Regions from separate parts of the Rattus norvegicus genome. Here region 1 is linked to region 2. A link is a contact called in public Hi-C data. All regions are on one chromosome and are shown on one strand. Each heading gives the region's core, a stretch centred on a gene start, on an enhancer-like site or on the middle of the called end of the contact. The rest is flanking DNA. Distances are from core to core; before and after follow the strand shown.

Region 1 (4,542 bases), core at 1,238-3,737, 48 kb after region 2:
TTGTGTGTTGGGGAAGAGGGTCTGGGCCTGAGTAAGAAGGACATTGTGTCACAGCTCTGAGGGAAGAGACTTCCCCAGCAGAAATGCCGCCACTCTGAGGGGAAAGGCTTTTCCAACAGAAGTGTGGTCGTTCTGAGGGGGAAAGGTATTCTGACAGTCCGGAGCCAAGGAATATCATATAGTCACGCCATACAAGAAATCTTACACAGAGATTTATTGGGAAAGACCCGGAGGGTGGCTGCCTCTGCTTAGGTGGGAAGCCCCAAAGAGCTGAGCAAGAGACAGATTTATACAGGGTTTCTTGGGGTAGAGTTTTCCATGGTGGAAATTTCCAGAGTGGAGGATTAGTGGGATTTCAAGAGAAGCCTGAGGATTTATGGGTTTTCCAGCTGAGGAATTGGTAGGTTTGGGTGAGTTTCTTTACCCTCCATATATGCCAAAGGGTGTGGTGGCCTCCGTCTCCTCCCCTTCAGGGTGTCCAGATGCCGCAGTACACCAGGCTGGAAGGATGAAGCAGAGTCTGGAATGAGTGGGGCCTGCAGGATCCCGGTCAGCAGCTGGGAGTGTGTGCGTGCGTGCGTGTGCGTGCGTGTGTGCGCGCGTGTGTGCGCGTGTGTGTGCATGCGTGCGTGTGCGTGCGTGCGTTGCGTGCGTGCGTGTGCGTGTGTGTGCATGCGTGCGTGTGTGCGTATGCGTGTGTGCGAGCGTGCGTGTGTGCGTGTGCATGCGTGCGTGTGCGCGAGCGTGCGTGTGTGCGTGTGCGTGTGTGTGCGCGCGCGTGTGCGTGTGTGTAGGCAGAGGCTTTCTCCTACAATCTTCAATGAAACAGCTCTCTGAGGCAATCTTAGCTTGTGTATAAATTAATGGGTGGGCTTAAACACTTTATTTTTTTTATTTATTTATTTTTTTGGTTCTTTTTTTTTCCGGAGCTGGGGACCGAACCCAGGGCCTTGCGCTTCCTAGGTAAGCGCTCTACCACTGAGCTAAATCCCCAACCCCAGGCTTAAACACTTTATTTGGGGTGAACCAAGGAGATATGAACCTGGAGAGTGGGAAGGGCTTCTTCTCAGGGTGTAGTTTCACTAGCTGAGGCTTAAGGTACTGAAGATACCTCATTTACATACAGAGGGATTCCAGGGAGTTGAGCCTGTAATTTCTCCAGGATTACAGTAACATTCCCCAGGTAGAGTGTAGTCTGGGCTCCCCTTGTCAGGCAGAGAAGAAGCCCGGCTAAGGAAAGGGAGTCCTCCATTTTGTGCTGAGCTCAGGAAAGCTGTCTGCACACTGTAGACAACAGACTTAGTAGTGAGGTGCAGCATCAGGACCACTGCTGCAGTGGGTTATCAGATCCAGAAAGGTGGGAGGAGGGGTGTCCGTAGCACAGACATCTCAGATTATTGTCCCCTGCTGTTGTCGAATAGCCTTTTCCTCTGTCTTTCCTCCCATCCCTCCTTCCCTTACTACTCCCCTGCCTTCTAGTCCCTACTTTCCTTTGCTGTATAACTTTGTGTGCCACTGGCTAGGACGCGCTGAAGACACAGCATGGGCTCAGGCATGTTCAGGAGTGGGGCAGCATCTGGTTCTGTAAAACAGAACGGTGTGAGTAGACCGGCTGAGCGGAGGAGCCACTCTACAGACACGAAAGCCGAAGGAGGAGCAAAAGCAGATTGGTATTCTCAAGGTGGTTTTCCTAGTGGAGTTAAAAGAGAGGGATTTCCTATCAGGCTACCCGCAACCTCACAGCCCCAAGGAACCGGATCTTCTGATTGGGTGCTAGGAGCCTGAACCTTCGCTTGGATTAAGAGATTTGCGCTTTGGTTTGCTTTGTAGCCTCTTGTAGTATTTCAGTCCAAAACAGCACAGACTGGACAATATTACCTCTGAGCACGCCCCAACAGCATCCTTCTTTGTAGGAAATAGTCCCTGGAGTCTTCTAAGGCTGATGGTACCGTAACAAAGGTACCGTTTAGCTGCGGTTCCCAGGTAGGGAGAATTTAGGAGGGCTAAGAGTGTGACTCCCTACTTTCGGGCGGGGGAGGGGGGCGTTTACACCCCATGAATAGCGGCAGCAGTAGGGATCCAGATTGCTGTGTTTCCGGATCATCGCGAACCGAGAATAAGGATCACGGGCCAGAAGTAAAAAGGAATCATGGGGATCATCATCCTGGTGTAATTAACCCCTAGGCGATCTCCGCAGCTCCTTTTCTTCTCAGTTAATCGCTAGATTCGCAACAGGTGGCGCTGCCTAGCTCATTTTGCTAGAAGGGCCTCTTTTTCTAGTCTTCTCCTGTGTGGCTTCTACAAGCAAGACGTCGCCGAGAGGTCTGAAAGCACTTTCCCAGGGGGTGTAAGTCCATCTAGCGCGGGAGGGTGGGTGGAGGGGGATGATCTTGGCACAAAGCCGGGTCCCTGTCTCCCCGCATGCTCTCCCTGGGTCCTCTGTGGTTTGTGGTGAACCAGGTCTTCAAACACTGCGGCAGCCGGGAGTGGCATTGGCTGGCTCCCGGCGCCCCCTGCCTGCAGCAGCTCCGCTCGAACTCTGATCTCTCACTAGGCCTGGAACACATTCCGGACCCCAGGTTCTCATCTGTCTGCAGTATGGACTAACAGGACCCCACAAGGAATTTGCTGTAAATTGCTCTTAAAACACAAAAGTTGCAGCCGGGTGTGGTGGCACACGCCTTTAATCCCAACACTCGGGAGGTAGAGACAGATACCTGAGTTAGAGGACAACCAGGGCTACACAGAGAAACCCTGCCTCCTTAGGGAAGGGATCCAGCCCAGCTGCTCTGACCCACTCAGGTAGACACAAGTCTCTGACGTCCATGCCTACTCTGCTCTTTGAAGCCAATGCATGTTGTAGACATTTGCAGCATGCAAAATGGTGCTGTGTGGTTTCATTCCCACCCCACCCCCACATGAGATCTGGGACCCCTCTTGTCATCCCCACCACCCCACTTTGAGACAGGGTCTCATGTAGTCTGGACTGGTCTCAGCTTCAGTATGTATCTGAGAATGGCCTTGAATTTAGGGTTGACCTGCCTTCACTTTCTGCTAAGATTACAGGATTACAGGTCTGTGTCACCACGTCTAGTTGAGACCTAGGACAAACTTGGGGTAGTTCCAGGTCGGGATTTTGGGCCCCTGATGCAGCTGAGAACACACAAGTTTATCATCAGAGAGGTCAGAGTTGAAATCTTTATTGTGATCTCGGTGTGGTGGTGCGCCAAGTAGTTTTAAAGGCTTGAGGCAGGAGAGCTGAGAGTTAGAAACAACCGACCATCTCACCCCCTTGGCTGTGGGACCAGGGCTCCAAGCTTCATCCATCACTTCATTCCGAAAATCGGACTGTTTCTGACAACTCAGTGTCGTAGGTACGGGATGCAAACAAAGCCATGCCGGTAAGAAACTGTAAGCATGTGTGGGGAGAGCTTGAAGCATTCTGGGGAAGGTCACAGGATGAGGAGAACCCCCCCCCAACTTCACAGACACCTGTGGGGTGCAGCCCGGGATAATGCGTGTGTGAGTGACATCAGAGGACAGCTATGCCGAGTCAGTGCTCTCCTCCCACCTTTATTTGGCTCCTGAAGGTAAAACTCAGGTCATGTGGTGCCATCTCAATGGCCCTCCCTTGAATGTTTTTGACATGCATTTGACTGAACCCATAAATGAGGAATCTGGTTACAAAAGCCAAGAGTAGGTCCGGGCCTGTGGGCCAGGTCGTAGAATGTTTGCCTAGCATGCATGAAGTTCTGGGTTTGATCCTTACCTTTCCAAAAAACAGGGATAATGGTGCATGCCTGCAATTCTAACACTCTAGGGGGAGGGGGAGGGGGAGGCAGGGGAATAAGGAATCCACTCGTCTTTGGCTGTACAGGAGGCCATCCCGAACTACAAAAACAGAACTAAGACAAAGCCAACTGTAAAGTGTTCCCAGCTCCCGGGTACCCAGCGCACGGCTCTGCTTAGTTAAGCTTTTCATGCAAACTAGCTCTGTTTGCACATAAAGAACTTGCCAAAATGGGAGAAAAGCACAAAGAAAGAAGAAACTTGCCAAATGAGCAGGACCATGGAACCACAGGATGAACCACGGCGTCCATCTCTTTTTTTTTTTTTTTCTTTTTCTTTTTCTTTTTTTTCGGAGCTGGGGACCGAACCCAGGGCCTTGTGCTTGCTAGGCAAGCGCTCTACCACTGAGCTAAATCCCCAACCCCACGGCATCCATCTCTTAATGGAGATGAGCACCTGCCGGTGGGGAAGGGAGGTGGAAGAGGAGGTTCGGGTCGCTGCGATAGAAATCGGCCTCCTTGCTAAACAGAGCAAATAGCGAAACGGGGCAGTTTCTACTTCCAAGCTGGCGTGCACTTGAAAATCTCGTCTGTCTTCATCTCTCAAGTGCTGGCATTTCAGAAGTACACCACCATGCCTGGCTGTACCTCTTTATCCCTGCCCACTTCCCTCCCTGCTGACCTTAAACTTGCAATCCTCCTGCCTCAGCTGGGACTGCAGCCGAGTGGCACCATGCTCAGCTCTAACCTCCTA
Region 2 (4,875 bases), core at 789-3,288:
CCTGGACAGGTTCAGGTATGCTGGACAACCCAGAACCAACTCCACAGCATTTACCTGAGGGAAGATCTGTGAGACTTGTATTCGCAGACAACAGATGAGAAAACAGCAGAGCGGTGCTAATAAAATGAATGGGTCCCATATTTTGTGTCCACCCAGACTAACAATTCTCAACCCATGGGGTTGAACAACACTTTCACAGGGGTCATCTAAGACCACTGAAAAACAGAGATTCATTACAAATAACAGTATGGAAATTATTAAGTAGCAAAGAAAATCATTTTATGGAAGGGGTCGGTACAGCATGAGGTGCTGTATTAAAGGGTCACAGCATTAGGAAGGTGGGAACCACTGGTCTAACAGTTCTCAGCCTTCCACCATCAACAGTCGCCTTTGGCAATGGCCATGACTCTCCCTTGGTGCAGTTATGAACCAATATACCTGATGTCTGTGCAAGCTTAACATGAAACTAAAATCACCATGAAGAAGTATATATAAGATAATGTCATGTAGTGTCTGGAACACACTGCTGAACTCTGCAAGGAAACACGTTACAAGGCCACTCAAGTGAGTGACCTCCTCACTGATGTGAGTGACCTCCTTACTACTGTGACCTCCTCCCCAGCACTGACTTTATTGGTCTTGTCTTTAAAAACAATGCACCCCTGACCATGGTCACCAAGTGACCTACTCTTGGCCTGGCCATTAATAAAAGGTCTCAAAACCTTAAAATGGCTTAATCATCGTGGCTGTCAACCTCTCAAAGATTATCTCCTTATGATCCAGAAGACAGGTAGGTGACGATATGAGCTGGTAAGCCAGGCAGAGATGGCGGCCGGCGCTGAGATCATTTCGTTTCAGTATGGGAGACAACAGAGTTTACTAGACACAAGCACAGGGAAGGATTGGCATAGCTGAGCAGATAAGAGTCTGGGAAAACAGTTCCTAACATTTACAGCAGCTCAACTATATGCTTGCTGACCACTAGGCGAGTTACCACTTTTTCACATTGCAAATTTATAAAAGCTAGAAATGGCTACCGATGTTTTGAGTCTGTTGGATCTGAATGTCTCAATTAAGACTCCAGAGCATACATCAGTGAATGTCAATGCACTCTCTTGGAACTGTTTTTCTGTCTTTGCCTGAGGCCAATTCAGTTTGTGAAATGGGTGTAAGATAATTAAACAACACCGAAGTGCCTGGAGCACCAGCTACTCAAAACACTGAGGCAGGAGGATCGATTGAGATAAAGAGTTCGAAACCAGCCTGGACAGCCTGGAGGAAGCCAGCTTTTCAAACAGAAGCAAACTCAGCACTTGGGAAATGGGAGGAGGAGGAGGATGCTGGCGTTTAAGGCCCTCCTCAGAGACACAGCGAGTTCGAGGCCTGCGCCGGCTACGTGAGAGCCCGTCTCAAGAAAACAAACGAACGAAAAACCATTACAGACATTCTAGTGAAAGAGCAAGGAAGGCACTTCGCTTATGAAAAAGCTCTTAGCTTAAAACGGGTCGGGCTAACCACAGTGGCGTGAGAGAGCCAGCAGAACTGGCCATGTACAGCTTTGGGTTCCTTGGCTCAACGTCCACACTCAACTCCAAGGGCCTAAAGGCCAAGCAGAGTCTGCGCCACGGTGGTCCCCTAGACCTCGTCCCCGGGAAGCAAGGCCCGCCTTGCCCAGCCCTCAGCTCGCCTGGGCCAGGCCTCCCGGGCCCAGCAGCCAGTGGACTACCTAGCGGCTGGGCCCGCGCGGCCCGGCCAATAAGAAGCGCGGCGGACGCAGGGGGCGGGCACAAGCGGCGTCGCACCCTCAAGCTGTTCCTTCCTCCGCCCCCGAATCCCAAGAAACAGCGAGCCCCACGAGCCTCGAATAAAGGAAAAAGCCGCTCACCGTCCCTTGGTCGCCGTTCCGCGCTTCCGGATGAGCTCGTCCAGCGAGATATCGGCCATCTTGCGCCGCCAAGGTAGCGGAGAGCGGATGAAAGGCCGTCAGCAGCGAGCCCGCCCCTCGGCCGGAGTTATGAGCAGCTTCCGACACCGGAACGACCAACTCTCGCGACAGCTCAAACGAAGCTCGAAACGGAAGGGGTGGAGCCCCGCCCCGTGAGCCTTTGCGGTGCTTGCTTCTAATTTGCATGTAGAAGTGCGAAGCATTATGGATTCTTTTTCCCCCCTTCTCCTTTTACAAATGAGGAGTTAAAGTGATACAAATCCTAAGCCGCTCAAAGAACTATCAAGAAAATAAGTCTGTTAGTCAGACAGACGATCTAACACTCACCATACTTGTAATAAGAATATAATTTCTTACCCCTGAGGAGTGTAGGTAGGTTCCTTATGCCTTAAACTTATGAGTAAGGAAAATAACGATTCGGGGTGACGCCCGAGTCCTCACTGCTTATGTGAGACGAATTTTTGAGCGGGTAAAGGTTGCTATCTAAGGCGACCCGCCTACTTTGCGGGATGCCTAGGTAACGCGATCTGCCCGACCCCTAATATGATAAAAGAATAGAATTTCTGGCAGTTATCCTTGACAGTTAGTTATACCAGGTTGTAACTACGACCCGGAAAATGTAGGTAACATTTTAACACTGCAGCCAGAGGTCCCCTAGAACCGGCAATGACATTGTGAGCCACCTGATGTGTATGTGCGCGCTCGCGCATGTACTCTTATTCACTGCACCATCTCTGCTCCGTCCTACTGTTTTTAAGACAAGGTCTCGGGGTTGGGGATTTAGCTCAGTGGTAGAGCGCTTGCCTAGGAAGCACAAGGCCCTGGGTTCGATCCCCAGCTCCGGAAAAAAAAAAAAAAAAAAAAAGACAAGGTCTCACGAGTGTTTATATCATACCTGACACGAGGCTCCTGTTCCTCCTCCTGTTTCTAAGTGCTCGTTTCACTCGATCATGCCCTGATGTAACTGCCCATGTTGTCAGGTCGTGCTCAGCTTCTGATGAGTGTATGTAGTGTTGATGAGAGAGCTAAGTCAACTGTTTGTCTTCCGAATGTGTAAATGGGGCAAATGAAGGTGGTTGGGTGGACTAACTTGACTGATTTGTTAGTGTTTGGCCTATGAGATAGTTTCTCGTTGGTGAGACAGAACTTCTAGAAGCTGGCCTGATGTAAGAGATGTGCTTGATAATTACGGAACACACAGACCTGGGAACATAGCTCAGATGTAAAGCACAAACTCCAGCACCACAAAATTACACATAAAAATAGGTTTTTGTTTTTTTTTGTTTTTGTTTTTGTTTTTGTTTTTTTAATAAAAACACGATGCTCTTGGGTCAGTCAGTTTCTCATGTCCCCTTGAAATGAACACGTTATGAAAGGAAGGCCTTACTAAGAGACAAGAACCAGTTTCCCATAAGACTATTCACAAGCTTGGCTCAGGAATCCCAGGCTGCTAGTTTGAAATGCCCTATGACTGAAGCCTTGGAAGAGTTGGAACTTTGATCAACTTGGACTGCCCCCTTTCTCAGGACATAGACTCTACAACCAGAAGCCGCCGTCCCTGCTGCCAGGGGCTGGACTACAGGTCCACTAACCAGCCAACTGTTTAAAACAAAAGGCATCAGGGTTCAGTGGAAAGGAAAGCTGAGCAGGATCCAGGAGAACCCTAGGGTTCAGCACTGCATCCAATAACTGGAGAAGCACGTCCTGGTCCTGGTAGTCCATCTTGTCATCTTACTTTAGAGACTGCCAGCATATAACGTGCAGGCAAGCATGCACGCACGCACGCACTCCCAAGGTGAGCAAAGGGACAGCTGCAGGTTTAGCCTCAGTGCTGGGGCCAGTTGAGCTATGCAGAGTACAGGAACAGGCCAGAGGGGTCTTGCCTAGAAGGCCCCGACTGCTCCTGAAGTTGTTAAAATATCTGTTTTCCTCCAGTACATGGGACTATAAGGAAGTCATCTGTAATGGTTACTCCTCGTTGTCAACTTGACTCTATCTGGAACGAACTACAATCCAGATCTGGAAGGCTCACCTGCGATCCTGATCTTGAGGCTGGGAGATTCAAGTTTCTGACCTGGATCTTGGCATGGAGATCTTGAGGCATAGTGGCTATGAATCCCAGGAGACTAAAACAAGATCTCTGAGTTCAAGGTCAGCCTAGGACAAAACAAGTCCCAGATCCAGGCATGGTGGTACACATCTTTAATCTGGGCCACAACTTCTGCTGCAGACCTAAATTAGAAGAAGGAAGATTCTTCTTCACCTGCTTGCATTTACTTGCCAACACATCTACTAGCTTTGTGGGATGGAGCAACTGCTAGATCCTTGGACTTGCCATTCACCACTGACCACTGCTGGGGAGCTGGACTACAGACTGTAAGTTATCATAATAAATCCCTTACTGTACAGAGACTATTCACAAGTTCTGCAACTCTAGAGAACCCTGACTAATACAACATCTAACTCTGGAGTTGGGACTAGTTTGAGGCTTTTTTGAGGGCAGTTCCACTGACCTCCTCCATGACAATGGGGCTCTGTGATCAGACTATCACCTTTGTGCAGCAAACACTGCCTAGTCAGTGCCCCCCAGCTTCTCCAGTCACCAGTTTTCTCCAGGTTTTTGAAGCAGCTTGTTCCAATCATAGAGTTCTCAAACTCACATTCTCCACCTGAGCTTCTGCCCCAGCAGGACGAGGTCTTCACATCCCAACTGTCTCATCAGAGGTAGCATGCTGGCTGGTTTTGTGTCAACTTGACACAAGGTAAGATTGATCAGAGAGGAAAAAGCCTCAGTTGAGGAAATGCCACTGTGAGATCCAGCTGTAAGGCATTTTCTCATTTAGTGATCAATTGCAGAGGGCCCAGCCCATGTGGGTGGGGCCGTCCCTGGGCTGGTGGTCCTGGGTGCTATAAGAAAGCAGGCTGAGCAA

Evidence for each region. A called contact is a pair of places that touch in the nucleus more often than the background predicts.
Region 1: a Hi-C map of liver shows a contact between it and region 2, with 2.8 times the contacts expected there. The contact joins the enhancer-like site here to the promoter of Poldip3 in region 2. A contact is called at or near these places in 5 of 12 Hi-C or Micro-C datasets (the Rat2 cell line, hepatocytes, kidney and 2 more).

What each region holds. Positions count from the first base shown.
Region 1 is chr7:116,228,619-116,233,160 of GRCr8, forward strand. No RefSeq gene overlaps it. Among named protein-coding and RNA genes, the nearest start is that of A4galt, 21 kb to the right of the region's middle. Within about 2 kb of position 2,488, at least 5 of the 93 cell types and tissues checked have an H3K27ac peak or open chromatin away from gene starts, as enhancers often do. A contact at or near this core is called in liver, where this site is marked.
Region 2 is chr7:116,181,262-116,186,136 of GRCr8, forward strand. Poldip3 (DNA polymerase delta interacting protein 3) reads right to left here and starts at 2,039. Exons shown (of 9, transcript NM_001130506.1): 1 at 1,886-2,039. The coding sequence starts at 1,944. It overlaps Rnu12 (RNA, U12 small nuclear), which reads left to right and starts at 2,329; the gene lies at 2,329-2,479. Trnap-agg38 (transfer RNA proline (anticodon AGG) 38) reads left to right here and starts at 2,710; the gene lies at 2,710-2,791.